7 separate regions of the Mus musculus genome follow, and regions 1, 2, 3, 4, 5 and 6 are each linked to region 7. The links are chromatin contacts, called in public HiChIP or PLAC-seq, Micro-C and promoter capture Hi-C maps. All regions are on one chromosome and are shown on one strand. Each heading gives the region's core, a stretch centred on a gene start, on an enhancer-like site or on the middle of the called end of the contact. The rest is flanking DNA. Distances are from core to core; before and after follow the strand shown.

Region 1 (3,606 bases), core at 116-2,615, 920 kb after region 7:
GCCGTTTCACCATTTCATGTTTGAAGCTAAGGTCCTTGGTCTACTTTGTACCCCTTTACTGTCTTCTGTCTAGTGTGTATTTTAACACCTTTATCAAAAGTTAGGTGTTCATAGCTCTGGGGGTTATTTCTGGGACAGCGGTATATATTCTCTTGCCTGTTGTGCCAGTACCATAATGTCCTCTATTAGAGTTTAAAGTTGAGTAAACCGTGTCCCTCCAGCTGGGTTCTTTCTGCTTAGAATTGTTGTGGCCATCTAGAGTCTTTTCTGTCTCTCTGTTTGTGAATTGTGTTTTCTAGTTATATGAGGAATGGCGTTGGACTTTCTATGGGTTACATTGACTCTGTATTACTTCCGGTTTGTAACCACTTACAGTGCCGCTTTGCTGCCCGGGAGCAGTTTTTCCATTGTTTGCACCTTCAATTCTTTGGTTCATTTTGGTTTTAAAGGATTTTTTTTTCTCCTTTGAACTATTTAACCTTTTCACAGTTAATATATTGTCATATTAACAAAGCTGATTCAACAGTAACAGTAATAAATCTATTCTCAGAAAACAGGCTAGCATTAACATGCTTTCACTGGCACAGCTATGCAGAGGTGGTCAACTTTCCCATCTGTCTGCTCCTGTCTCTCTCTTTACTTTCTTAGTTATTGCTTTCTAAACTTGTGCTTATTTTTTTCCTTACCATCTTCATTCAGATGAAATCCGCATAGCGTTTTCTCCACACACTTGGGTTTCTTGGTTTTAGCATGTTCACATAGCTGTGCAAGTATTTCTATTGTCGCAGGACTTCTACAAGGTCCTTAGTAACAGCCCCTCTCATTCCTGAATTTAGTAAATTTTTTTCTTAGTTTTCCCAAATATTTGTCAATTTTGCTCTTTTCATATTTTTTTGTATCATACATTTTATTAATTTAATCTTGTTTTCTTTTTTGTTTGCTCCTTGGAGTTAGGATGAAGTTTTCTCCTGTTATCCCGGGTAGAAAGTTAGGTTATCCACTGGAGATCTCCTTTTAACAGACACATTTATGCTAGAAATTGCTCAGTAGGTGCTGCTTTTTGCATCTTATAATTTTGCTGTGGTTTATGTTTTTGTTTGCATTCATCTCAGAGTCATTTTTAATTCTAGAAATAGATTAATGTAATGAAACACTTTTTCTCTTCACCACAGAGGCTTAGAATGTAATCTGAGAATAAGACAGTTGTGCAACACGAGTCAGTTAGCTGGAGCTAAAACCGGCTTCTCACATGCTGCCTGCTTGCAGCTTTCTTCCTTCCTAGCCATATATGAAAACTGTCACTGAGATGAGATAGAAACTGAACCTTTGGTCAAAAGGAAAAGTGAAAGGAAAACTAGCGGTCCTCTGCTCTTGGTGCCTCCGCTCTGACACAGACTCCTGTGTGTTTTGTCAGGTCTTTCCATGTAAGCCATCAGTAGGCCTCAGTTAGCCATCTAATGTTTCTTCTTGAAGCTTACCACAGTGCTGATAATTTTTCTCTGCTAAGACACTTTTCTAAGGCTTCAGAGTCCCTCACGAGTATGATGGCCGAGCTGTACTCTATCAGAAGTAGAGACAAAGATATGCTACCAGCACCCAGAAGGGCTCTTGGCAGCTCCATCAGTAATGACCACTCTCAAAGTGTTTGCTATTTTTAGTTTTGATTTCTATTTTTTTTTTTTTTAGTTGACCCGTTTTGGAGTACATTATTTAATTTTACACATTTTATTTTTCCAGATTTTCCTGTTAGTGATGATAATTCCATTCACTTTGTCCAGAGACCATAGGCCTCATTAACTCCTTAGGGATTTTTTTATAGCCTCAGATATAACCTATCTTTGAGCGTGTCACTTGTTCTTGTACACTGCGGGGAAAAGTATTCTCCTCTTGTTGACTGGACTGCTGCCTTGATATGTTCTGTGTAGCTGCCCAGGCCTTCATTTCCTCTGTAACCTTCTGTTCTCTCCATCACTGGAAGCCTTGAGGTCTTCTGCTCTTTTGGTGACGTGTCCATCTTTCTTTTGCTTCATTTCTGTTTTGTTTCATGTATTTGGAGATTCTACTGTTAGGTGCTTAGATGTAAGTAAGCATCTTACTTCTAACGAATTGACCCTTTTGTCGTTGTAATTATTCTTCATTGTTTCTACGATACCTTTCGTCTCCCTGTTGGTCTGCTCTGATGTGAGTTTGCAGCTGTGTCTGGGTCACTGCTTACAGGGATGTCTTTCCATCCTTTACTCCCAACATACCAGTCTCTTTAAGTGTAAGATTCCTTCATAAACAGCATATAATTCGATCCGTTTTTCCAATTTGTTGTGCCATTCTCTTCCTTTGAATTTGCCTGTTTCCTCTTTAAGTACAGCTCTGCATTATTGTAAATATATAAATCAGTTTCTTACCCTTCAAATATGCATCAGGAGAGTTGCATCTTGTCTCTGTGTCCTATTATTGATACTAATGTTAGTCATTGACTATGGCATTTGGTAGTGTTTTTTTTTTTTTTCCCCTGCAAATCTGTAGTTTACACTTAAGCAACCTGTTCAGAGATACTTTGAAACACTGCAGCTGTTTTCAGCAAACTTGGATCCAGTGATTTAAGCTTCTGTCATTAACTGAGCACTATAAAAGCTTTGGAGGAATATCTGGCTACTCTCACTTCATTTGAGTACACAGATAAGGTTTACTTCCTAGTGTTCTGACCCATGGTATTTCTGGCAGCTAGTAAAAACTGCTTTGTTGAATGATTGATCTCAGGGAGGACAGACTGGGTTTTTATCAAGCCACTGGTGCTCTGTGTTCCTTTTCCCTTCTTTGCTTTCAGGCATCTAGAAGAGTCAATAACTTTCTAGTTACTTTCATTTTCATAATTTGTAATTTTGTTAAGCAAATTCATTTTTAGGAATTAAAAAAAAATAGGCTAGTTCCCATCAAAACTGAGGCCTTGATTCTAGTTTCCACTTACCTCGCAGCTCCTCTTGATCTACAGCACAGTGGCTGCACTGGGACAGGTGGGGTATGGCTTATTTTATTACTTGGTTTGTGTCCTTTGCTGCTGCTTGAATTTCTATGGGCTATGTTGTAAGGAGTGAGTGCCAAAAGGAAAGAGAAGTGTTGCATAAAAGATCTTGCTTGCTGGAGTTCCATGTCTTGAATGTCCAAATAGTATCTCTTCAATGCCTTTTTTTTTTTTTTTTTTAAGAATCATTGAAGATTTCCACACTACAAATTTTTCTGGCCAAGGGCATTAGAATTTCTAATTATTTTCTTGGAACTGTGCCCCAAGATTTTATACCATAGCTTCTGTGATCTTTCCTTAACTGGTTCCAGGAAAACACACTCACAAACCTCTCTACTCCCCAAAATACTAAAATCCAGGAATATTTCAAGTTCCATAGAATTTTGCATATAACCCATGCAAAACCTTCTGTGGATTTAAGTCCTGTGAATTATTTATGATGCCTATATATAATGTTAAGTGGTTTATAAATAGCTGTTAGGCTATATTACTTAAGGAACAATGAGAAGGGATAAAAATCTGTTCATAGTCAGTGCAGATAGATTTTTGTTTTTCCTGAATTTTCCCATTCATAGTTAGCTGACAAGAAA
Region 2 (4,036 bases), core at 1,486-3,985, 620 kb before region 7:
TTGGTTGTTGACAGGTTAATGAAGTGAACTGGTTAGTGTTAACTAGAGGTGGGGCTCACTTATGCTGGGGGAGAGGCTTGGCAGTTTTTTAAGATCAGTGTCTGGAGACTAAACATAGGCCAATTCTAGAGATCAGTTATAGGGAATAAAAGGACACACATTGCATTATGGGTTCAACCAGAGGCCAACATTTACCCTGAATGCTGGCACTTGGAGGGAAAGAAGAGCCAACTGTACCCCATTAACTCAAGTTGCACCTTTTTTCTGGGTTCCCCCAAGGAAAGGAAGCTTCCCTGACCGCGGGGATGCAATGGTCCCAGTCTTCACTTAAAGCTATCTAGTTGGTTATACTGAACTGACCCAGAAAAGATGCTCACAAACCAAAACTCGCCATAAATCAGGAGAGAGAGAGAGAGAGAGAGAGAGAGAGAGAGAGAGAGAAGAAGAAGAAGAAGAAGAAGAAGAAGAAGAAGAAGAAGAAGGAGGAGGAGGAGGAGGAGGAGGAGGAGGAGGAGGAGGTGGAGGAGGACTTGCCACCACTCTGGAAAAGTAAAACTTTACTTCCTCTGGTAGGTCCGGTGCATAAGAAAGCCTGGCAGAATGGAAAGTGTCAGGGTGAACATCATAGCCACATGCTCTGCTCCTGCCATTCTCAAAAGCAGCACTGAGCACCAGGACAGGAACAGGAGCGGGCAGAAAAGGAGATCTTCAGAGCACTCCAGAAAACTTTCCCTGAATGTCTTCACACCACACACCAAAAGCGAGAAACCTCCCAGGGGGAAACGTAGCTCCTGACCCTTCCAGATTACAGTGCGCTATCATCCTCCTCACTCACAGGTTCCATCAAATGTAGCCTCCGCTACTGTCTGTCAACTGCAGAAGGGAAGTGGGGGTTTCCACAGCACATATTCTCCCTTGCTCCCACGGCTCGCCAACATACCACGGTGCTCACACCCCATAGGTAGTTTCACTGTGGCAGGCTCCGCGGCTTCCCTGACTTGAGACTGTGGGATCCTTGCAAATGTTCCCTCTTCTTTTTTGTTTGTGTTTGGAGACATAGTTTCACTATGTAGCTCCGGCTGGCCTGGACCTCACAGAGCTTCACCTGCCTCTGCCTCCCAAGTGCTGGTCTTAAAGTGCGTGACGCACAGATTAGCCTCTGTGTCTAACACAATTCATGGCCGTCGTAGACTCCTCCTTGCATGACCGCATCTTTCTCCTTATGCAATTTCTGTTAGTTTATAGTCCCACTTTGTCCTGTCCCTACTGAGAGCTAGGAGAGTCAGCAGGGACCTTTCAGGTTCTCATTTGCTCCATGTGTCGTTACACACGGCCACTAGAGGGCAGGAGACCCCATCCTTCCTTAGAGCCAAACCAGAAAGGCCGCAGAGCAAAATCATTCAGCAAACCAATCGTCGACCTGCTAAGTCACGAAGAAGTTGTGAGAAGCTTTAATTTCACTTTAAGCACTCTTCCAAAGCTTATTATTTCATTTAGGACGCCTGCCCTTCCCCCCGACCCGCCCCCAAGTCCATGGCTTCTCAGTTTTGGAGCAGCAAGAGCTTGCTAGCCCTTAGCTCAGCCTCACAGGCACCTGTATATCCTAGTCTATAGTTTTCACCTCAACATTTTAATTAGATGGTATTCTATGCACTGACCTGGTGCCCAGGGGAGGTGGGGACTGTTCTATGAGTGGACCTTCTTTATTAAGGTGAGGTGAGTGAATGGGAGGGGGAGGGGGATAGGGCAGTTTTCTTTGCCAGTGTATGAGTCTGTATGTGCCCTGTTCCCCAAATCCTTCAGGATCCTTATAGCATAAGCACACGTCACTTTAGACTTCTAACAAGGAAACCATGCTGTTCTCAGTGTGCCCCTTGCTTAGGAAGTACAGATCAGATTAGGTCGCTGGGACACAGTGAGTTCTGTGAGTCATATGAAAACTCAGGTTCAAACATTTCTGTGTTTTGCTAGCTGGGGGAAAGCTTTTTCTCATCTATGAGGGAGCACTTTATTCTGGGAGAAAGCAAATGGTTCCTTTGTAGTTTTATCTACATTGTGTGATCAGTCCAGGCTGAGGGAGACGGTGGTGGGGATGAGCCAAGAGGAAAGTCTGCTGGGTTTTACTCCCAAACTGACTTCATCAAAAACTTCCGATTTTGGTCTTTGCAAAGAATAGACCTGATCTAGTTTGCTTTTCTGTTGCTGCGATAAACATCAAGACCAAAAGCAACTTGAGGAGGAAAAGGTTGATTTCAGTCTACAAGTGATAATCTGCAGGAGAGAGGCCAGGGCAGGAGCTCCAGGCAGGAACCTGGAGACAGGAGCTAAAGCCGAGACCATGAAGGAATGCTGCTTACCTTTCCCTCTGGCTTGCTCAGCTGCCTTTCTTACACAGCTCGGGCCACCTGCCGAGGGATGACACAGGCCACCCTGACGGACTCTAATATAAATCAGCAATTAAGAAAATGGCTCTCAGGCATGGCCACAGGCCAGTCTGTTATAGGCAATCATTCAGTCGTGTTTTTTTTGTTTTTTTTTTTTTTCTACCCAGATGACTCTAGGTCTGTGTTACATTCATAGCTGAAGCTTACTAGGACAAGACCCAAGTAGGCCTTTCTGTTACCATCTTTGTCTGTAGCAGTGTGAATGACTGTGCTCCCACAGCCACATGGTGGCACCCAAGGGCATCTCCAGAAGACCTGTGCCTTTGTGTTCACACCGGCCCCTCCCTAAGCCCCTTCCGTGTTCATCCTATGTGCTCTGAGCTCCTTCTCAGGCTCTACTGATGTAAGACATGCTTCTAGAAACCTCTTTCTTCCTAGAAACATTTGGAAATCCTCCTGCCAGGGAGACTGGGGTGGCCTGGTAAATCTTTAACTCTCCTTGTGTGGCTCTTGGCCCTCTTTAGGATTTGCTTCCACTGACCTGAGGGCAGAGATGGCGACTTCATCCCACCAAGGAGCAGCTGCAGGAAGCCAGGCAGAGCACAGAAGCTGTGAAGCATCAGTAGGACAGGGGGAAAGACCGAGGTATGTTTCAGAGGTGTGTGTGTGTGTGGGGGGGGTCTATTATAGCTTGGGGGGGGGTGATAAGTTTAGACTGTGGAAGGCAGTCTGCCCTGTGTTGGGTTGGATTTCAAGAGCTGGAATTATGTCACTCCAACCAGATCCAGTAGGGATGTACCGTATTTTTCCCAAGAAAGAATGTGGAACAGCTGCCTGCCAGGAGGTCTGTGGGGAAAGGCTTCACACCTAAGGAGGAAGAAGAGGACAGAAGTGTGGCAGACAGGGAGGTTCAAGATCCAGCAGGGAGTGTCTCAGGGGTTGGACTCCCAGAAGGAAGTCACTGGTTGTCACTGGGACTGTTGGTCTCCTGGAGAAGCAGATGGCAGTATCTATGTCCTATATTCTCTCTTCGAACAATTTCCAGTCCTTTCACAGAAAGATCCAGTTAGTCATGTATTGAAGGAAGTCTTGAGTTTATGTACATTTAATCCAAACTGGCCCTCACCTGCTAACTCCTTTTCTTATGCTGACTGACTCACTGTCTAGGACTAAACGTCTTCCCCCGCTGGGCTCTGGAGGCCTCTCTGATCTCTTTTCTCTGGGACCACTTGCACCTTGATGTGGGATGAATCACAGAAGCTCCTTCCAATGGTTGAACTCGTGGTACCCTTGGGCAATATCCAGGGAAGACAGAGCGGGACTCACAGACTTACTCACTCAACTGCCAGGATAGGGTGATGATTGTCTTTTGGTGGAAACATTTTGCTCTTTGTAGCCAAGACCTCTGTGCTAACAAAGTGTAAGATCTTGGGGACTGGAAGCAAAGATTTTGCTGAGGTCAAGTAGTGTCGTTCCCATTTGATTTTTACCCATGAATTGCTGACCCATGAATCCTGCTATAGAGAGATGGCACTGTATACTTTGATATTACCAGACCCATGTATAGTCCCTATCCATGTTACTGTGGCCACTGTGATGAGATTGTTGGCTGATGATCAGGTGACTGGGGAAGAGGATGACTGGCACCAACA
Region 3 (3,605 bases), core at 491-2,990, 1.0 Mb after region 7:
TTAAAGTCAGCCTCTAGTCTAGAGCAAAGAACTCCCTCTGAAATCACAGACAAACTACATCCCTCTTGCTGCAAGGAGCAAGAAAACCCAGCAGGTCCAGATCCCAGTAGCTTTGACTTGGGGACCTTGAATGTCCACCAACAGAATTCATACTGAGCCAAAAAGACCACCTTGACTCCAGAGCAGGTGCTTCGGACCACCCTGCTCTGCTGACCCCTAGTTAATGTTTTCTTTTTTAATTTAGATGCATTTGATTCATTTGGTAATGACAGTGTGTCAGGACAGGCCAATTTCAGTTATGGTAGAGACAAAGCCATTGCCTTGGAAAATGTATCTTTCCACCAATAGTGTGTGAAAGGAACAAAGGGTGGTCAGAGGATAGGCCTGAGCCTGGCAGGGCAGACCGAAGCAGGCAGCCAAGGCTTTGAGGAGGAGCAGAGGAGAGTGGGACAGAGGTTACGATCAGAGGGAGACAGATATGGTGGCACAGCTTGTAATCTGGGTACTCAGGGCTAGAGAGGTTGAGGCAGGAGAATTACAAATCCAAGACCAGGCTGGCCCTCACAGACAGATAATATCTTTAAAAAAATGTTTTAATTAATTTTCAAAGGTAAACACAGTTATGGGGATTGGCAGAGCTTTCCTGTAATCCTACCACTTGGCCATGGGAGAAGCCCCAGGATCAGAGTGTTCAAGGGCAGACCAGGCTCCCAGGACTGGATCTCAAAAAGAAACGAGAAGATTCCTATGTATAAAGAGGAGACCTCTCCAAGGACTCCAGAGTTCAAAAAGAACAAGAACACCCTGTGGCCAATATACAGCTTCCTCAGGAGGCAGGCCATCCTGGAGTCCAGGGATGTGGGCAGGCAGTCTAGGTTGCTGCTCTCTCTGATCAGGGGTCCAGCCTTTCTTACAAGAAGCACTCCTAGGTGATGCATGTTGAAGAGAATTCATTGTTATTGCATATCTAGATTCTGTTCCTCCAACAGCTCAGATCTTTTCCTTCCACTCCCAACTCTGCCTACGGGTTGACTGTCACCTGGGCCCAGCTGTCCTGGAGCATCCTCCCTGACTCCTCTCTCCAAGTCCCATTCAGACTCCCAGTGAGTGGCTGGCTGTTTTGTTCAGGCTTCAGCAAAGCCTGGAAGCTGCCTGGTGTCTTTCCCTGAGGGGTGCAAGTGGGAAGAACCCCTCCCCAAACGGCCACTCCAGGCAAAAGGCCTCACAGTGAAGAGGTTCAGTCAGTTACCCCAGGTCAGGCAGGACCCATGCCAGCCTGTGATCTTCCTGCACATGCACTCATGCACACACTGGATCCTTCTGACACCGACACAGGAGAGAGATTAGAAGACAAAGGATGGATGCATGGGATATGGTGAAGGCATGGTGAGATGGGGTGCCAGAGAACACCAGCTGCACTTGCCACATCCCAGGACCACAGGAGTGGTGGTGATCATGGTGGAAGGGGCAAGGATGGAATGGAGACAGGGCGAGAATGAGACTATGGGTAAGAAGGAGCAGCTGCTCCTACTGGAAGGTGGGGAGAAAAAAGGAGATCACTACCCCAATCGCCCGCCTCTGGGAGATGTAAGGGGATCTTCCGGGGCAAAGGGGAGCCGACAATTTGCCCCAGGCCAGGACACAATGCGGGCGGAGGGAAGAGGAGCCCAAGCGGAACCCGCAGCTCGCGCCCGCCGCCACTTACCCGCGCGCCGCCTCTCCGTCCTGCACGCTCCGTTCTTTCACGCGCACGCGCGCGTTCCCGGACACCCACAGAGAAGAGGAGGGAGGGCCTGGACCTTTGCTCCGTCCTGCCCCTGGATGCCTCAGCCGGTCCACAAGCTAAGGGATGGCGCCGGGGGCGGGGCTGAACCCGGGAGCTGGGGGACCTGGCAGCAGAGTTAAAGGCGCTAGCTGGTCTAGGAGATCCAGGCAGCACCAGAGACTACTTCTAACCAGACACTGCCTGTCTTCCTTCCGGAACTGCCAACCGTCCGGGTCAGTCTCTGGCTCTCCATCTGCTCCACAGGAGGAAGATGGGGACGAGACTGTGGCCTACTGGCTACAGTTCCCTCATCCCACCCACCTCCCCTTCTCTATGCCCCTGGTTCTCCAGAGCCTGTCCAGGCACTAAGAGGGTGTGAGCTGTCAGCGTGGCTTTGCAGTGTCCAGGAAACTCCCACCTTGGCCTTGGCAACCCTTGCACTTGTTTGGGGCTTGGAGCTTGGTGTTGAGTAGCTTAATCAGAGAGGTAAGCTCTCTGAAGGCAGAATCAAGCCTACAGGCGCTTGGTAAACTGAGGGAGAGGATTGAAGCAGAACGTTGCACCCTCTGAGTCAATTTTTATAGGATGTTCTTTCCCGTGCAATAAATAGAAAAAGAGAATTCTCCTTCTGCACCCCCACCTCCAAGCCCCGGATTTACACACTCAGAGAGTAGCCGCACTTTGTGGCTGCCCCAGTGGGGAGGAGCCTGGGAGGCTGCTAAAAGGGTGGAGTCTCTTTTGGTCCCCTCACGTCAAACCTCTCCTAACTATCCACACTACTACCCTCTGTAGCTCCTTCCATACTCTATGATTCTCCTGTGCTCCAACAGCCACCACTCTACTATATGTAGAATACAAACGTCTTCCCTAAATCTTCATGTCTCAGAGGACAGTAACTTTTGTCTGCTTTATTGACAGTGTCCGGCTCCAAACTTGAAACTTACTGCATAGTAGATACTCAGTAAATTATGCTTGGATTAAATGAGATGGCCAGCATAGCATGCAAAGGTGCCTGGCGCCAAGTCTGACCATCTGATTGGGTCCCAGAGCCCACACAGTGGAAGAACTGATTCATACAGGGTACCCTTCAGTTATCCCCTGACACACACATGTATATAATAAAAAAAAAATCTTTTAGAGAAATGAACTGTCGCGTTTGTTCCTCAGACGGGGCAGATGGAGATTGTGGGGTGGACTTCATAAGTTATCCCGGTTCAAGCTTTCTTTTCTAGCAACTTAAGCCATGTAAGGGGATGAAGATTTTTGGTGTCCATCGCCTTTTGACCTGGCCGGTTAGCTTAAGGTCATCCTCAAAGCTGGTCCAGGCAATGCTTATACTGAAGGCCCCAGTTCTGTTCAGCTAGCTCCTCACTTGTAACTGATGTGCACAAGGAAGGCATAGGAGGTGGGTATTGGATGAGGGAGTAAATAGAAATTGCTAGAGCTGTTCGTCTGGTCCCCTGCTTTGCCCGTGTGAGTGAGTGAGGTCAAGATGCATCCAAATCTGTAGAATCTCATCCTGAGATCAGCAGGAGTTTCCTGTTTTCTCCTTGCCCAGGGCCTGTATGTTCCAGTGCTACACGTCGGGCTTACAACCCCCACCTCCACTACCCTTGAGGTAGCCTGGTGGTCAAATTACAGGTTTAACTTCCTCTCTCCCTATAAAGACATGACCAGCAAGCTCCTGGAATTCCTCTTCATGCAAATGAGGCATTCCTAGTACCTCAGTCCCAGCCAATGATATGCACCCATCTCGAAAGCCCCTACCCACTCCCCAACGTTCCTACAGCCCTTGTTACCCCCAATAAAGGAGCACTGTTCTGCTGAAAACCATCTCTGG
Region 4 (3,936 bases), core at 1,151-3,650, 560 kb after region 7:
ATAAAACTGACAAGGATCGCATATTGAAACAGAATAAATGAAGTAACTAAAGATGTAGCAATAGGAACTGGCCAAAATAGAATGAAAAAAAAAAAAACAAATCAAAATAGACTGGCAGTGACCTGTGGGATGGAGCTAACGTCAGTTGATGACTTGATGTTTGTTCCCCTATGGGAAATGACTGCTTACATCAACACAGTGACTTATCAATCAATGCCCTTGCAGAGTTAGTCACAGTACAAGCTGGAAGGAACCTGGGATCTAGGAGAAGCTGAGTTGGTTCTTGAAGTTGAGGGGTGTCTTAGCATGGAAATGTGTCAACGGTACAGTGTGTGCTGTGGACATTTGGGTGAGTCTTAGCTTAAGGGTGTTGGATTAAAAAAAATTAAAAGCACAGATGAGAAGCTATTGTGGAGCTGGGCTAGATATGCAAACAACTCTGTATGTCAGGAGACAGACCCATGGAGGAAGGGAACCGGGAGTAGCAGGAGAGGGCACTGTCAGAGGGATGTCAAAAGTCCAGGAGGTGATGAACCTATGTTCTTTATGGATTCGTGAATGTGTATCCAAGGGAATCTTTCAAACATCCGAAGCTTCTTAGTATATTTTATTGATAGTTTAGAAAAGCTATTACAATGAATGATCACGCATATAAATAAAAAGTCAATGAAGTTGACTTTGGAACAAAGGAGAGAGCCAGCAGCTAGGACACTGCTGCTTTGAATGACGTTTGATTTTGTTTGTTGGGGGAGAGGTTGTTTCTATGAGCTACCAATGATTTCAGGAAGCCACCAAAGGAGTTAATTGATGGAGTGGTATCAGCAGAATGTTGAGAGCTCAAGGCCAGATGATGCAGCTTGGACAACAAGGAAGAGAACAGTGTGACATCCTGGGCACACCCTCCCTTGACTTTATTTTCCAAATGCTGATGGGAAAAGTTCTTGTTTTCAAGCACCGACATTATAAAGGAAGTGAATCAGATTCCCAGAGTCCCTGCTCAAAAGTGGTGCCCCTCCCTCGCGCCCTAAGGTGTACTTTCTCCGAGATCCTGTGACTCCTGCTAAATCCAGGCTTCAACTGATGTGAATCTCTGATTCACTACAAAAATATAATTACATTATTGAACAGTAGTGTGTGCCTTCCTCCTTATCAGAGAGGACTTGTTAGATGCTTTGCCTTTTATCAAATGTCCTCATGTGGGCACAAAAGCAGCCCTGACAGCTCAGTGTTTGTGGCCCTGGTGCAGGTTTCTGACGTAGGGAAAGTGAAGTCTTCCAGCTGCGAGGGATATTGTTGTTCTGGTTTATCATTCGATCACATAGTCTCTCTCTCTCTCTCTCTCTCTCTCTCTCTCTCTCTCTCTCTCTCTCACTCTCTCTCTCTCTCTTCCTCCCTCCCTCCCTCCCTCTCTCCCTCCCTCCCTCTCTCCCTCTTATTAGTAGTCAATTTAGCACTATTTAAACAACCCGCAAAGTGACACTCAAACGAAATCATTTAGTTTAGCTTTAAAATAACGCGTAAATTCCACTTTAGCAATGGACCATTTCACTTAGATTCAAACTTCCAGGGGCACTTACTCAAGCGTACCTTGTAAAAATCCCTATCTGGTAAACATAACTTCAATATCGTTCATATTTATTCAACAAGTTTAACGCGACAAGCACACTGGTGTTGGTTTTTTAATCTGCTCCATTTCAATCTGAAAGCAAGTGCTCATTCAGACGCTAACCAAGCTCACTCGGGACTTCACAGGGTTTACAGACAGGGGTGCGAATCGCCGCCACTTTCCACTCTAGATACAGAAGCTCATGGACCGCGGGCTCCCAGTGGCAGCCTCGGGGAGTTTCTGGCTGAGGCCGAACCCGGCTAGCAGCGTTGGGGAGAGTGCTTGGGGGAGGGCCCACCTTTTGGGGAGACCAGTAGATCCAATGGGTCTATGGAAGCCACTGGGACCTTGCGGTCCCGCACACCTGCACCGGGAGCGGGAAAAACCTCGCTCGCCTGCCTCCCTCCCAGAGCGCGCAGTTATCCCGCGGGCCCCAGATATGCTCCCCAAGTAGAATATTCAGGTCCCTACAGACCCGCACGCAGAGAGCTGACAATTCCCGCGACAGGCAACCTAAGCGGTCCCGCTTCATCTCCCTAGCGGGACTCGACGGTCGGGGATAGAGAGAGGGCTCCGAGGGTGCTCACTCTTGACTGTTCCCTTCTCCCCGCAGAGCGGGCCGCTTAGAATTGGGGTGTGGGTGGCTCCAGACGCCGCCACTCGAGCGGCAGTGGCTCCAGCCTCCTCCCCCGCCGCTGGGGGCGGGAAGTGGCTGTGGGAGTCACCCGGGCGTGACTGCCCCCGAGGCCCCTCCTGCCGCGACAAGGGCGCTCCATAAAAGCCTGTGGGCGACCCGCTCTCCGCATCCCACCGGTGGATCTCTTCTCTCACAGAGGCACCCAGAGCAGAGCACCCGCCGCTCAGCGACGACTGCCCGCCCGCCACGGTGAGTGCCAGGATCAACTGGGACAGGGGCGCGGGCTCCCAGACGCCAGTGAACTTGCCCCGCAGCCGGTCCCCTGAGCTTGCTCTGCCAGCTTGACACCCAGCTCTTTGGGGCGCCTAAATTTCACTTGCTGGACTCAGGTTCTACTGTCCACCTGCCCTTCCCCGGGACCCTCCAATCTGGGCGCCCCGCCTCCGTGCCTCTTATCTTTTGAGGGTAGGGAGAAGAACCTGGGAACACCTATCCCAGGGCAGCGGTGGGGTTTTGTTTGGTTGTTTGTTTGTTTGGTTGGTTGGTTGGTTACAACCAGGAACCCAGATTGCATGTGTGCTCCTAGTGGGAGATTCCCCCAAGTATTGTCTCTAGCACGGTGAGCTCTGTTGCCTCCAAAATCCGAACTGAGCCTCTGGGTATCCGACTGTCACAGCGCTTGTAGCCACACAAATCAAAAGCAACCCAGAAGAAAAGTTTTCTCCTCCAAGGGTGATTTAGGAACGAGAGGAGAAAAGTGGTCATTCTTTAAGATAGAGGGCAGAACTTCCAATTCTGTTCTGAAAAGGGGACCTCTGCCTCTCACCAGGAGAATCGGAGGAAGTTTTCTGAAATATGTGGACGGGGCAGAAGATCCAGGTCGGGGCAAGTGGTCTTCTAAAGATTTGGAAGTGGCGCCTGCCCAGTCTGGGCTTTTATTCTAGGGTCTGGGATGGGATTAGATGAGGGTCTAGAGTGATAGCTGGAATTGGGACAAAGACGAGCAATCTCAGCATCTCCAAGTCTGAGCCTTCTGTATCCACAGATGCTAGGTAACAAGCGAATGGGGCTGTGTGGACTGACCCTCGCTCTATCTCTGCTCGTGTGTTTGGGCATTCTGGCTGAGGGGTACCCCTCCAAGCCGGACAATCCGGGCGAGGACGCGCCAGCAGAGGACATGGCCAGATACTACTCCGCTCTGCGACACTACATCAATCTCATCACCAGACAGAGGTGGGTGCATACGCGGCTGGTACCTAGAGCCGGGAAAACTTGCGGTTCTGGAGATCTTGGACATCAGGGATCATTTCTTTCTCCTTGTTCATAGGGCAGGATCAGACATAAATTCAGCTCTAGATAAATATGTGAGCTGGGTACACACTCCACAAACTGGATACATTGTCTTTGTCACTAGACTTTCTCTCCAAGACCCAAGCCCAAGGTTCAGTGCCTCTAGGCTGTCCTCTGTCTGCCACTTACCTTTCCTGCCTTTTTTGCTTACATCAGTTGGAGATTTACCCAGCACATATCTCGGGGGAAAGGCCTGCATTGGGCAGGGGTGCAGAAGTGTAAAGGTGTAGGGAGAAGAGGAACCCTGATTTAGAGTAAACAACCACAGTCAAAGAAAACCAAGGACACAATCCAGCTGTCAAAAGGGTGGAGAGATCTTTGAGCCTGCCCAGGGCAAAGGGAG
Region 5 (4,046 bases), core at 160-2,659, 590 kb before region 7:
AAAAAAAAAAAGAACAAGGGAGGAAACACCTAATTTGCATATGCAGACTTGACTGAAGTCAGGCAAATGTTAAGCCAGTTCTCTGGCAGGGAATCAGAAGCTTAACTGATTCTTAACTTAAAAAGTTGAGTAGGCCCATGCCTGATTTGGGTAGGGAGCAGCCACCCTCCTGCCCAGCTCTCTGAGAGAAGTCCAGGGTATGGGCAATGCTCTACCTACCATCTCTTGTCTGCCTTGGGAACCAACAATCTTGAGACAACTCCAACTGTTGAGGTATCTAGCTTCAAGGACTGAGTAATTACCAGGTTCTCAGCTTTCAGTTCAAGGTCATCCTCCACACACTGTGAGTTCAACTGTAGGTTGGGCTACCTGAGACTGTAATTGTTAGCATTCTGTCTAAACTCCACCCCACAATTCCCTGACAACAGCCAGGTAGGCCTCACCCACTATAAAAGGGGCTGCTTGCCCCCTTCTCCCGCTCTTGCTCTTCTCTTCTTGCTATCTGCTCCCTTGTCCCTTCCCCATTCCATCCCCTCGCCCCTGCCCCGCTCTCTCCACATGCCCATGGCTGGCCTTTACTTCTGTACTCTCTAACCCCTCTGCGTTTCTCTGCTTCTTCTACCCTCTTGACTTCCCTCCCCATGCCCTGAATAAACTCTATTCTATATTATACCGTCGTGTGGCTGGTCCCTCAGGAACAAGTGATGCCTTGGAATGGGACTGCTGGGACAACTCCTCCCATACCTCACTACACCTTCCATAGAGCATATCCCTCCTTCTCTCGTTATCTTTTTATAAACACATCAGTAATCTAAAAAAAAAAAAAAAAAAAAAAAACCAAACAATAATAATAAAAAAATATTTAGAAACGTTTGGCATTATAATAGACATACAGAGAAAAGGCTTCAACTTGACAGAGCTGAAGCACCTATTAAATTACAAGAAAATATTTCTGTTTCTTTAAAAGCAAATGGTTTCTTCATTGGCTCCTGTTGTAAGCCGGCCCGCGGCCTACATGAACGGGGTGCACCTGGGAGGCAGGCTGGGGCTGAAAGAGACTTAGACTGTGAGAAAAGATAATGAAGCCAAGACAAAAATTTCTCTGATCAGGCCCGCGAGTTGAGTTTACTAAGAGAGTGTGCTTATAAGGGGGAAGGCCCATCCCCACTGCCAGTTCATTCTCCGTGCCTGGAGCCATTCTGTCAGCACGCGGTCGCCAGGAATGTCTCAGGAAGACAGGTTCAGCCTCTGAGCAGGTAGCAGAAGAGCAGGGCAGTTGTCTCTTCAAAAGGAGCCAGCCTAGTCAGAAAGTTGCACCGCAGGTGGCCCCACCTCCGAGGCAACAAGGTCTGTACCCGCCCGCTTCAGGCTGGGGGGGGGGGGGGGGGAAGCTACAATTGGCTCCACCCATAGAACTTCCTGTCAGGGAATGAGGGAAGTTTTACTTCATAGTTCAGTAGAAAACTTGAACCAGGTCAAATTGGTTCCTTGGAGAGATCCTGAACTCTCATTAACTGTTGCAGAAGAAGGTGAGTCTGGCTGGAAGAGACCTGGAGCGAGGGAGCTGTGAGAGGGAGGGCGAATGGAGCATCTATGGGGGTGGAAGTATTGTGTCTGCACAGGGAGGAAGCTGCTGGGGGGAGGGGTGGAGGCTAAGAGATATAAGGAGATGAACTGATGCGTTGCAGTGTGTCTGTGGGGAAGGTCACAGAGGGCCTGGTGCCCTTTATAGAAAGTTCTGTGTCCCCCAAGGCAGGTTCGTTAGAGTTGGGAGAGAACTCAGATCATGTTTAATTCATTTTTTCTTACCTCAATGTGCTGACTCCTCTTAATTGTACAACAGACAGATTTGCATGTGTGGCTGTGTGACCCTTGGCTTGACGGAGGGCTGCTGAAGCCACAGTGTAGTCTAGGGGCTCCGAGTCTTGTTTTGCATCTTGTCTGTTGCTTTCTCTTTATTATGTCTCTGTAGTACACTCTGAGGTGAAGTGGTGACACTTCTGCCAGTTCTTTTGTTATGCAGGATTGTTTTAACTGTCTTGGGGGTTTTGTTTCATGTTTATTAACATGATAAGTGAGCATATTTCTGGCTTCAGTGTGATATTTAACTGTAATAATTAACATATTAACTGTGTACCAGTCAAAGCAGGGGAGATGAACAATTCCTCTCTCTCCCTCTCTCTCTCTCTCCCTCCCTCCCTTCCTCCCCCCTCCCCCCTCCCCCTCCCCCTCTCTCTTTGGTCTGAGATAGGGGTTCTCTGTATAGCCTTGCCTGTCCTGAAACTCACTCTATAGACCAGGCTGGCCTTGAACTCACTGAGATCCTACCTGCCCCTGCCTTCCTTACACTTTCTTTATGTTTGAGTCCTTGAATGCCTCTCCTAGGTCGTCATAAAATATATAGTAAGCTGTTGACCTCTATAGTCATCCTGGGCTTTCAGGTATTTGGCACAGTAACGATTTGGGCGCACTCATTTCCCAGACCTGGCATTGGGCATGAGCCAGGAACATCTGTTCCAATATTGGCATGAAGGCGGTAGCAGGACTAGAGACAGCCTGTCCATGCCATCAGGAACAGCCTAAATGATATCCAGATCATCAGCCTTTTAAAACTATAGAACACTGCAAAATTTCAGGAGAAAAGGAAAAAAAGAAAGGATCGGGAGTGCTTTCCATTTGTCTAATAGGTAATTTTCCTCTCTTCTCCTTCCTTAAGATCTGTGCATTCAGATCTTTAGAGTCAGCTTGCCTTGACATGGCTGGCCAGGGAGACACTGAAGTGAGGATCATTCTGGTAGGGAAGACTGGAAATGGGAAGAGTGCTACAGCCAACACCATCCTCGGGAGACGTCAATTTGATTCTAAGATTTGTGCCAATGCTGTTACCAAGACCTGCCAGAGAGCATACAGGGAGTGGAAGGGGAAAAACCTTGTTGTAGTCGACACTCCTGGGCTCTTTGACACCAAGGAGACCATGAAAACCACATGTTTCGAGATCAGCCGCTGCGTTCTCTACTCCTGCCCTGGGCCTCACGCCATTATTCTGGTTTTGCGACTGGACCGTTACACTGAAGAAGAGCAGAAAACGGTCGCTCTGATCAAGGGTCTTTTTGGGGAGGCAGCCCTGAAGTACATGATCATCTTGTTTACTCACAAAGAAGACCTTGAGGATCAGAGCCTTGATAATTTTGTAAGTGATGCGGGTGAAAAGCTCAATAATATTATCTCCCAGTGTGGGAAGCGTTACTTGGCCTTTAATAACAAAGCAGCTCTGGATGAGCAAGAAAATCAAGTGCAGCAGCTGATAGAACTGACAGAGAAAATGGTGGCCCAAAATGGCGGATCCTACTTTTCTGACAAGATATATAAGGACATAGATAGCAGGCTGAACCATTGTCTAGAGGAACTGAAGGAGACTTATGCTCAGCAACTCACTAGTGAAATCGAAAGAATAGAAAAGGAATATGCTGCTAAATTAGAAAAAGGAAAGGCGGCACAAATTGTTTTTGCACAGAGAAATCATGATGAAAAATTAAGAAATTTGAAGGAAAAGGCTGAAGAGACTGTATTTATGTATATTTTCCAAAAGATAAAAGAAATTCTTTCAAAACTTTGGGACGAGTTGTGGTAAATTTTATTTATTTATTTTTATTAACGACATTTGTTTTTGACAATTTCATACAAGCACACATATAATGTGTTCTGAATATATTAATGACTTGCTTGGTGCTGGGAGCCATGGCCTCAGCCATTGCCTTGTGGACATTTTCTAGCTTACATAAACAATCCTGACAGAACATTCGTGGTCATAACAGGAAGAATGTGGGTAAAGAGGACACTGTGACCGTTGTTTCCAGAACCTCAAGATTGCCACCTGACCTTCAGAGCGATCCCAGACTCTTCCCCCATCCCCTGAAGCCTCCTCTTGCTTATGCTCATATTGCTACTCCTGAATAAAGGTTTTCAGAGCTTGATCAGTATGATTGACTTCTTGTCCCTCCCACTCTCTCACTACCTTTTCCTGGGTCCTCGCTGATGATCCCTGT
Region 6 (3,765 bases), core at 1,166-3,665, 660 kb before region 7:
CTGGCAGGGCCTCCCTGGTTGGTCTGCTGAGTCACAGATAGCTTCACACACAGCTGCCTGCTCTTCTTGTCAGGTACCAACAGGCCCTCTCGCCTGTCATTTCTGCACCAGTCCCCAAACAGAGGAGTGCAAAAGAACAACTGTTTGTTTTGTGAATGGACTTTGCTAAGTTCTATCTGATCCCACCTGATGGGCTGCTCCGGGCGCTCTTGCTCTCCCTTCAAATTCATGTAAACACCTGCAGCTCTTGCTCTCCCTTCAAATTCATGTAAACACCTGCACACGGTCCTGGAATACTAATTACTAGAAGCTGAGATTCGGGTCTGTTTCTGCCTCCTTTTGTCTTAAAGATGTGTGTGTATGTTGTATTTTCCTTCATGTATGTTTGTGTACATGTGTGTACCCGGAACCCATGGAGGCCAGACCAGGGAAGGGTATTAGACTCCCTGGAACTGGAGTTATAGATGGTTGTGAGTCACCATGTGAATTCTAGGAATCAAACCCAGGTCCTCTGCAAGAGCAGCATGTGCTCTTAACTGCTGAGCCATCTCCCCAGCTCACCCTTTCAGCCTTGACCACCACTGTATAAAAAAGAAATTAGTGTGCTGGTTTTGGTCACATAATACTGGGTTTGGGGAGATGGCTTGGCTTGTAGAACATATATGCCTTGCAAGCATGAAGACTGGAGTGTTGCTTCCCAGAGGCCATAACAAAAGCTGAGTATGGTGGGTCACAATCCCACAGATACTGAGATCCCAGTATCTTGCTGGCCACCTCAGTGAACCTAGCCTATTTGATGAAGTTCCAGCTAATTAGAGACCTTGTCTCAAACAAGATGGAAGGTGCCTGAAGATGCATAATGTGACCCCCTGGCCCCCACATGCACCAACCCCCCCTCACAGATTTTATAATATAGACTCTGTGTATGTGCATCAATACATAGTTTGCTTTTTTTCTTTCTTTTTAAACATTTTTAAAAATTATTTATTTATTTATTTATTTATTTTTTGAGACAGGATCTAATACAGTTCCAGGCTGGCCTTGAACGAACTATCTCAGTGTGTAAGATAGGCTAGCCTTCACTTACTGTGCTTCATTCTTCCACTTCTGGAACAGCCTTGGTCCTGAGTGTCAGTCTGGAGAGTCTGTCACTCTGGATAGGAAGTGTTGTTCCTGGGCCACACTAGCTGGTGGAGGATCTGAAACTAGAATGCTGCTCTGAGAGGTAGGAATGAAAATCCAGAAAGGCACATAAGCAGGTGGGAAAACTCACTCATCTATTTCACAGGCAAACACATCAAAGTCCAGAAACAGAAAACTCTCTCTTGTGATGACTGCACATGAATTTAGTGGAAAATGGCTAGAAACTTGGCCCCAGTTTCCACAATGCTTGACAGCTGAACAGCAGCTGGGGGCCTAGAGGCTTGAACAGTTACAGATTGGTGCCATGGTAGGGGTTACAGGACATCCATCCTGGTCCCAAATGCACCTCCAAAGTAGCTCTGGAGAGAAAATGCAGTATCTTTCCAGTTGACCCCACTGTGATTACCCAGCTGCGACCAAACTCAAGGCAGAGGTGGGAGGAATTCTATCAGATGTATAGGAAAGGGTGGGAATGAAAACACTTTCCTGGAGGTGTTTGGGAACCAATCACCCTTCTTGGCAGTCTGGACCTGGTTAGCAGCTAGAAGATATTTCACTCAACAGAACCTTAGTGCATAGTGAAATTAGATGCGGTTAGGTAACCTCTTCAGACCTGTTTTCTCAGCTAGAAAAAGCTCCCCGAATGCAATGATTTCCAAAGCCACTTGCAAACAGCTCCAAACATAATTTATCATGACTCAGTGTGGTCTGATGATATGCTGGCTGATGATGGCTCACTGTACCCTCACGAGGCAAAAGAGCCCTGCAATGTGCAATAGGCAAGTGTGAGCAATGCCGCCTAAACATAGCTTTCAGGGAGTAAAGAAAAAGAGCCACAATAAAGTAGATATACTCTCCAGAGGGGTCCTAAAAGTGCTGTGTTCTATTTGGCCCGCGATGGCTTCCAAGCAAGGAAACCTAATGGCACCTCACTACCGTGGTACCCCGCACCTACGCCGCGAGTTCAGATATCAATACGCGCTTGTGCGGGAGGCAGAGCGCTCAAAGGTGGGCAGATCCGAGGCACCTGGTGGACGGGCACAGCAACTATGCTCCGCGGGGCACAGAGCATTAGGGGGCCACCTCTTCCACCCCAGCAGTGTTCAGCTCACTGATTTTTTGCTTAGGGCCGCGCGGCCGCAGGCGAGGTCAGACCCTGGCTATTGGCTCCGGAGAACAAAGGGGCCGCCCCGCGGGCTGCACCAATAGGGCCGGGAGTGTCATCTGAGCCGTTCAGCCAATCCGCAGCGGGGCGGTGCAGGGCGACCAGCCAATCACACGCGTCCGCCTGCCCCGCCTGCCCCGGGACTGGCCATGGCCCGGAGCCCGGTACCCAAGTCGCCCCTTGGGTAGCCGTTCCCGTTAACCTTAGCCACAAAGTCAAAGGTATTTATTTCTCAGGCCCCCTCCCTCCGAGTCCTGTGCAATTCTGGCGGGGAGGGGCGGTGCAGGGACGGACCAGCGCCGGGTCGCTGTTCCCGTGCTGCTCCGGTGTACCGGGCTGTAGAGGAAGGATGGGTCCCGGGCCTTGAGGCGCCCTGAGTCCCGCGTGCACCTCAGCTCTGGGTCCCAATTTTCTGTACCACCAGCACCCTTCCTAGCTCAGTTGGGAGGGACCTGAGGTTGGCTGGGAGGTCAACAGGCCAGGGCAGTAAGGTCAGGAGGGTAGGACTGTTGAAGAGCCAAGAGGACCTACTGAGCCATCTGGTTGTTCTGAGCTCCCTGTCTGTGTCTGCTTCCGTGTAGAAGAGCTTCTGGGGGCAGCAATCCCAGTGTTGGCTACAAGCGATTCTGCGAGGCGGGATGAGGGTGGAGACGGAGAACAAGCAAAAGGAAAGCACGCAGAAGTTACAACTGTGTGCGCGTCTTCGGGGGTGGTTACTGAGACTTCTTTCAAGTAAAATGACCGCAGCAGTCTCAGTGGGTGTGGTGTCTGGCGACACAGAGTCCGAATGGTCTCTAGCAGCAGTGGCAAGTTGGGTGTGGTCACCTGAGGTTGGAGACAAGTGACAGGCTCTGCATTTTTATTTGTTTGTTTTTGGTTTTTAGTTGTGTTAATAACATGAAAACATCCCATAGCATTTGTGTCCTGTCAGTTCCGAAGCTCCATGATTCTGTGCTTCTACCACTCAGTTGTGGCTGACGTTTATGTAAATGAGCCCTCATAACCGTGTTTTGTAATGGTTTACAAGGCTGGGGTCTGGACTGTGTGCTAGGGATAGAGGCATCCTGTATTAGGATGCGTTTGGTCTTCTGGTGGTAACAGAAAGCATGGATGATGACAGTTACCCCACAGGTACTTGTTTGGATGACACATAGCTAAACAGTAGTTTTGAGTTTCCCAAAGATGTCTGTCTCTGGCAAAGTGACCCCTGATTTGGACCAGGGAGGGGGTGTATGGGCAAGGTCACTGCAAGACAGACAAGTTATAGGTATGCAGGTGTGTGAGGACATAACAAATCTAGATATTGGGGACAATGGGGAAAGCTAACCAAAGACTATGTTTTGAATGGCCTTGCCAAGACATTTTTGTCTAAATTTCCAAGTGTTGGAGAGCTCTTGAAGTATGTCAAGGGGGTAAAATGTCAAAATTTCAGTTTTAGAAAAATCAGTTTGGATCTG
Region 7 (3,618 bases), core at 480-2,979:
TTAAAAGTTGTTAGTACAATAAAACAATCCTAAAAATAGTAAGCAGGTTCAACTCAATCGTTGTGTGCAAATTTCATTCAAATAATCCAATCAAAGTTAAATGTAGTTATGACCTTGTCCTAGTGCATTAAATAAAAAAATAAACAAACAAAATGCACCCTCTTTTCTCAAGATCAAAACCCTAACTGACCGTATATGACTTGACTGACAGAGTACAGGTGTCTAAATCCCGAGCTTCCAAAAGGGACAAATTCTTTCCTTCAGCAAAGCCCTCCAGCGGCTTTTTTCCACCCGCCCCTCCTCCACTAGAATACCAACACAACTGCCAGCCCTCGAGTACCATGGGACTTTTGTTTCCCTTTTTTTTCCTTCCATGGTTTTACCAGGACTCACTTCCATTAATTTCCAATACTAGGGTAACTTCGGAATAAAACTCAAAAACCGGTAACGTTCTAATAATATACTCAAGCTTTGTGAATATACGGTTTATACTCACAAGACCTCAGATAACCAAAGTCTTGAGTCCCTTTTCCGGGGAATGGGTGAGAAAAACGGGGGAGGGTCTGTAAATTTCAGGTATAATCTTTTGAGTTAACAATGATTAGCTTTTTTCTTTTCTTTTTTGAAAACTGAGGCAAGAAATTTGTTCAGTTACGTAAGGTTTAAAGTAAGATGTCTTGGCAGTTTAGCCATAAAGATCTGTAAAGGAGTTTTCAGAGGAATGGTCACAGGAAGGAAAGCTTTGGAAGTTGAGACATAAAGAACCCAACATCTAGCTGTTAGGAAAACAGGCGTCACTGCATTTCCACATTCATTTAGAAGCGAAAGGAAAGAGGACATTAAGGGGAAAGGCTCTTGCGTAGTTTTCCCTTCCCCGCTCGCTCTCGTCTTAAGGACTCTTAAGGGTCGCTGCGGTCGTTGACTAACCACTTCACTGGGCTCGTCCCACCTTCAACCTCAAGGCTTTCGCCTTTACAGACGCGACGCCGCCGGTTCCGACGGAGACGCGGCCGCTCACTGCAACAGAGAGCCAAGGAGACAACAGGCCCCAGCTAGTCCCGCGCCAGCGATTCCCCGCCCGGACAGCAGCCCCGCGCACTTCTGACCCCGAGACCCCGCTGCGATGGCCGGAGGAGGGGTGGTGGTGGCCCGAGATGCCACCGCAGGAAGCACCTACCACTATCCGGCCGGAGGGAGCGCCCCGCCGCCTCCTGCCCCACCGCGCCGGGGACCCGCACCTCGGAGCAGAGATGGGAAGCTGAGAGGAAAGGGAGCGACAGGAGAGGATAGGACCAGGCCAGGTACCAGTCAGCCGCCAGAAAGGAGCGCTGCGGGCTAGTGGGGCATCTGGGCACGCAGGGGGACCCCGAAGCCATCTTGGGACGTGACGCGCTCGCGGTGGCCCTCAAGGCTGCTCCTGAGGGCCCCGCCACCTCGCCCGACCGACCGCGCTCGTCCCCGAGCCCCGGAGCATCGGGCCGCCGCCGAAGACGGCTCCCGCGGCTTTGTACTCACTCTGCCCTCGAAGTTGTTCTCCTCTACATCACTCATGTCGGCCAGGCGCTCCCGAGAACTAAATAAGAGATATGTCTCGGCTCGAGGGCCGACGGCCTAGTCACCGCGCTGTTCGGACTGTGGGGAGGAAGAAGGCGACGGCTACAACGGCCAGTGCGTTCCACTCCCACCAGCTCGCACGTTCAGGCAAAATGGCGCCCGTGCCGCCAGAAACCTCCTGGTGTCCCCGGCGCCTGACGTCAAGGGGCGGACCTGTGATGACGTCGTCGCGAACCCCGCCTCCGCCCCGGGAGGCTTTGTGTCCGCCTGGCCTAGCGCGGGAGATTGGCGGGTTTCAAGAGCTTGCTGTTTGGCGTTGGGTCGGTTTGTCCTCCGGGTGCTGGAATTAAAGGCGTGTGTCATCGCCTGGCTTTGCCTGTGGGGTTTTGTTCTTGAGTTTTTTTGGTTTTGTTCTCTTTAGGTATGGAACTCAGGTCTTTCTTGCATAGCAAAACAAACCAACCAAAAACAAGCAAACAAAAACCCAACAAACAAACCGACTTTTCCAGCTGAGTTTTCCTTATCCCCAGTATCTGCCCCCCCCCCTTTTTTTTTTTTTGGTTTGGTTTTTTTACAGAGACAGGGTTTCTCTGTATAGCCTTGGCTGTCCTGGAACTCACTTTGTAGGCCAGGCTGGCCTCGAACTCAGAAATCTGCCTGCCTCTGCCTTCCGAGTGCTGGGATTAAAGGCGTGAGCCACCACGCCCGGCTAGTATCTGCCCTTTTAAACGTTGAAATAACAATATATACACAGATGGGGTTATACTGAAAAGCCATGAGTTTCTCACTCTTCTCTGCTTCCAAACCTCAAGACAGGGTTTCTGTGTAACCCTGGCTGTCCTGGAACTCCCTCTGTAGACCAGGCTGGCCTGGAACTCACAGAAATCTGCCTGCCTCTGCCTCCCAAGTTCTGGGAATAAAGGCATGAGCTCCCACCACAGCGGGGGGCATTTTAATTGAAGTTCCCTCCTCTCAGGTGACCTTATCTGTGCCAAGTTGATAGAAAATTATCCAGCACACCTAGCATGTACTAGGCTCTGGGTTTAGTCCTCAACACTGTAGAACATGTAAATAAATAAAAATAAATTGGGGGAATATATTGTTTGGCAACATTAGTATCCATACTTCTTGCTCTAGAAAAATAAGGAACACCAGCACAAATAATGAATTCACAAAGACCTGAAATAGCTGGGTGTGGTGATCTGTGCCTGTGATCCCACCACTTAGGCGTCTAGAAGGAAGGACTGTTGGAAGTTCCAGCCAACCTGAGATATAAAAAGAGAGCCTATCAGAAATGTCAGAGAGCTAGTTATCAAACTCTTTAAAAAAAAAAAGATTTATTATATGTAAGTACACTGTAGCTGTCTTCAGACACACCAGAAGAGGGTGTTAGATCTCATTATGGATGGCTGTGAACCACCATGTGGTTGCTGGGATTTGAACTCAGGACCTTCAGAAGAGCAGTCAGTGCTCTTAACCGCTGAGCTATCCCTCCAGCCCCCATTATTAAACTCTTAATGGTTTGGACTCAGCCACAACAGGAAGATTTATGTTGTGAATATCAGCAAATCATTTTTCTTCCTCTTTCTTTCAGAGAGCTCATTATTAAATACTTACCCTTCTATTCATGTAATATCATGTAAGTTAATATGTAGTGTTATTTTGTAAGTGCATTTAGAACAGCACATTCCTGATTTACTATATTGTTGTTTCTTCAATTTTTTATTGGATATTTTCTTTATTTACATTTCAAATGTTTTCCCCTTTCCAGGTCTCCCATTCTGAAACCCCCACCACCACCACCCCATCCCCTGCCTCTGTGAGGGTGTTCCCCCATCCACCCACCCACCCACTCCTGTCTTCCTGCCCTGGCATTCCCCTACACTGGGGCATCAAACCCCTTCTCTCCTCCCACTGATGTCCAACAAGGCCATCCTCTGCCACATATATGGCCAGCGCCATGGGGCCCTCCATGTGTATTCTTTGGTTGGTGGTCCAGCTCCCTGGGAGCTCAGTGGGTGGGGGTGGGGGAGAGGTCTGGCCTGTTGTCACTGTTGCTCCCTC

What was found. Promoter capture Hi-C pulls out the DNA fragments that hold promoters and counts their contacts. Hi-C and Micro-C count contacts between places; a contact is called where the count stands out from the background. HiChIP or PLAC-seq counts read pairs in DNA pulled down with a chosen protein or histone mark.
Region 1: a contact with region 7 is called in a promoter capture Hi-C map of liver, with 2.7 times the contacts expected there. The contact joins the enhancer-like site here to the promoter of Tra2a in region 7. A contact is called at or near these places in 4 of 39 promoter capture datasets (embryonic stem cells, hippocampal neurons, liver and 1 more), 1 of 115 datasets of contacts at active chromatin or transcription factors (astrocytes) and 1 of 9 other capture datasets (adipose tissue).
Region 2: an H3K4me3 HiChIP or PLAC-seq map of embryonic forebrain shows a contact between it and region 7, with 6 times the contacts expected there. The contact joins the promoter of Gimap8 here to the promoter of Tra2a in region 7. A contact is called at or near these places in 1 of 484 Hi-C or Micro-C datasets (the C10 cell line) and 1 of 115 datasets of contacts at active chromatin or transcription factors (embryonic forebrain).
Region 3: a promoter capture Hi-C map of hippocampal neurons shows a contact between it and region 7, with 3 times the contacts expected there. The contact joins the promoter of Gsdme here to the promoter of Tra2a in region 7. A contact is called at or near these places in 2 of 39 promoter capture datasets (hippocampal neurons and liver) and 1 of 115 datasets of contacts at active chromatin or transcription factors (pancreatic cancer cells).
Region 4: a contact with region 7 is called in a Micro-C map of embryonic stem cells, with 12 times the contacts expected there. The contact joins the promoter of Npy here to the promoter of Tra2a in region 7. A contact is called at or near these places in 1 of 39 promoter capture datasets (hippocampal neurons) and 1 of 484 Hi-C or Micro-C datasets (embryonic stem cells).
Region 5: a Micro-C map of embryonic stem cells shows a contact between it and region 7, with 6 times the contacts expected there. The contact joins the promoter of Gimap9 here to the promoter of Tra2a in region 7. A contact is called at or near these places in 1 of 39 promoter capture datasets (pre-B cells), 1 of 484 Hi-C or Micro-C datasets (embryonic stem cells) and 1 of 115 datasets of contacts at active chromatin or transcription factors (memory CD8 T cells).
Region 6: a contact with region 7 is called in a promoter capture Hi-C map of pre-B cells, with 3 times the contacts expected there. The contact joins the promoter of Zfp775 here to the promoter of Tra2a in region 7. A contact is called at or near these places in 5 of 39 promoter capture datasets (the 3T3-L1 cell line, hippocampal neurons, liver and 2 more) and 1 of 115 datasets of contacts at active chromatin or transcription factors (memory CD8 T cells).

The regions. Positions count from the first base shown.
Region 1 is chr6:50,186,861-50,190,466 of GRCm38.p6, forward strand. All of the region lies in intron 10 of Mpp6 (membrane protein, palmitoylated 6 (MAGUK p55 subfamily member 6)), which reads left to right. Among named protein-coding and RNA genes, the nearest start is that of Gsdme, 73 kb to the right of the region's middle. Within about 2 kb of position 1,366, at least 66 of the 459 cell types and tissues checked have an H3K27ac peak or open chromatin away from gene starts, as enhancers often do. A contact at or near this core is called in adipose tissue and liver, where this site is marked.
Region 2 is chr6:48,644,499-48,648,534 of GRCm38.p6, forward strand. Gimap8 (GTPase, IMAP family member 8) reads left to right here and starts at 2,736. Exons shown (of 6, transcript NM_001077410.1): 1 at 2,736-2,787; 2 at 2,909-3,029. The coding sequence starts at 2,938.
Region 3 is chr6:50,260,029-50,263,633 of GRCm38.p6, forward strand. It overlaps Gsdme (gasdermin E), which reads right to left and starts at 1,741. Exons shown (of 10, transcript NM_018769.4): 1 at 1,706-1,741.
Region 4 is chr6:49,820,310-49,824,245 of GRCm38.p6, forward strand. Npy (neuropeptide Y) reads left to right here and starts at 2,401. Exons shown (of 4, transcript NM_023456.3): 1 at 2,401-2,492; 2 at 3,289-3,476. The coding sequence starts at 3,289.
Region 5 is chr6:48,674,726-48,678,771 of GRCm38.p6, forward strand. It overlaps Gimap9 (GTPase, IMAP family member 9), which reads left to right and starts at 1,410. Exons shown (of 2, transcript NM_174960.2): 1 at 1,410-1,529; 2 at 2,717-3,979. The coding sequence starts at 2,756. The coding sequence ends at 3,631. It overlaps Gm46958 (a long non-coding RNA gene), which reads right to left and starts at 2,084. Exons shown (of 2, transcript XR_001785233.2): 1 at 1,810-2,084; 2 at 1,107-1,299.
Region 6 is chr6:48,599,592-48,603,356 of GRCm38.p6, forward strand. Zfp775 (zinc finger protein 775) reads left to right here and starts at 2,416. Exons shown (of 3, transcript NM_173429.3): 1 at 2,416-2,529.
Region 7 is chr6:49,262,323-49,265,940 of GRCm38.p6, forward strand. Tra2a (transformer 2 alpha) reads right to left here and starts at 1,730. Exons shown (of 8, transcript NM_198102.2): 1 at 1,516-1,730. The coding sequence starts at 1,551.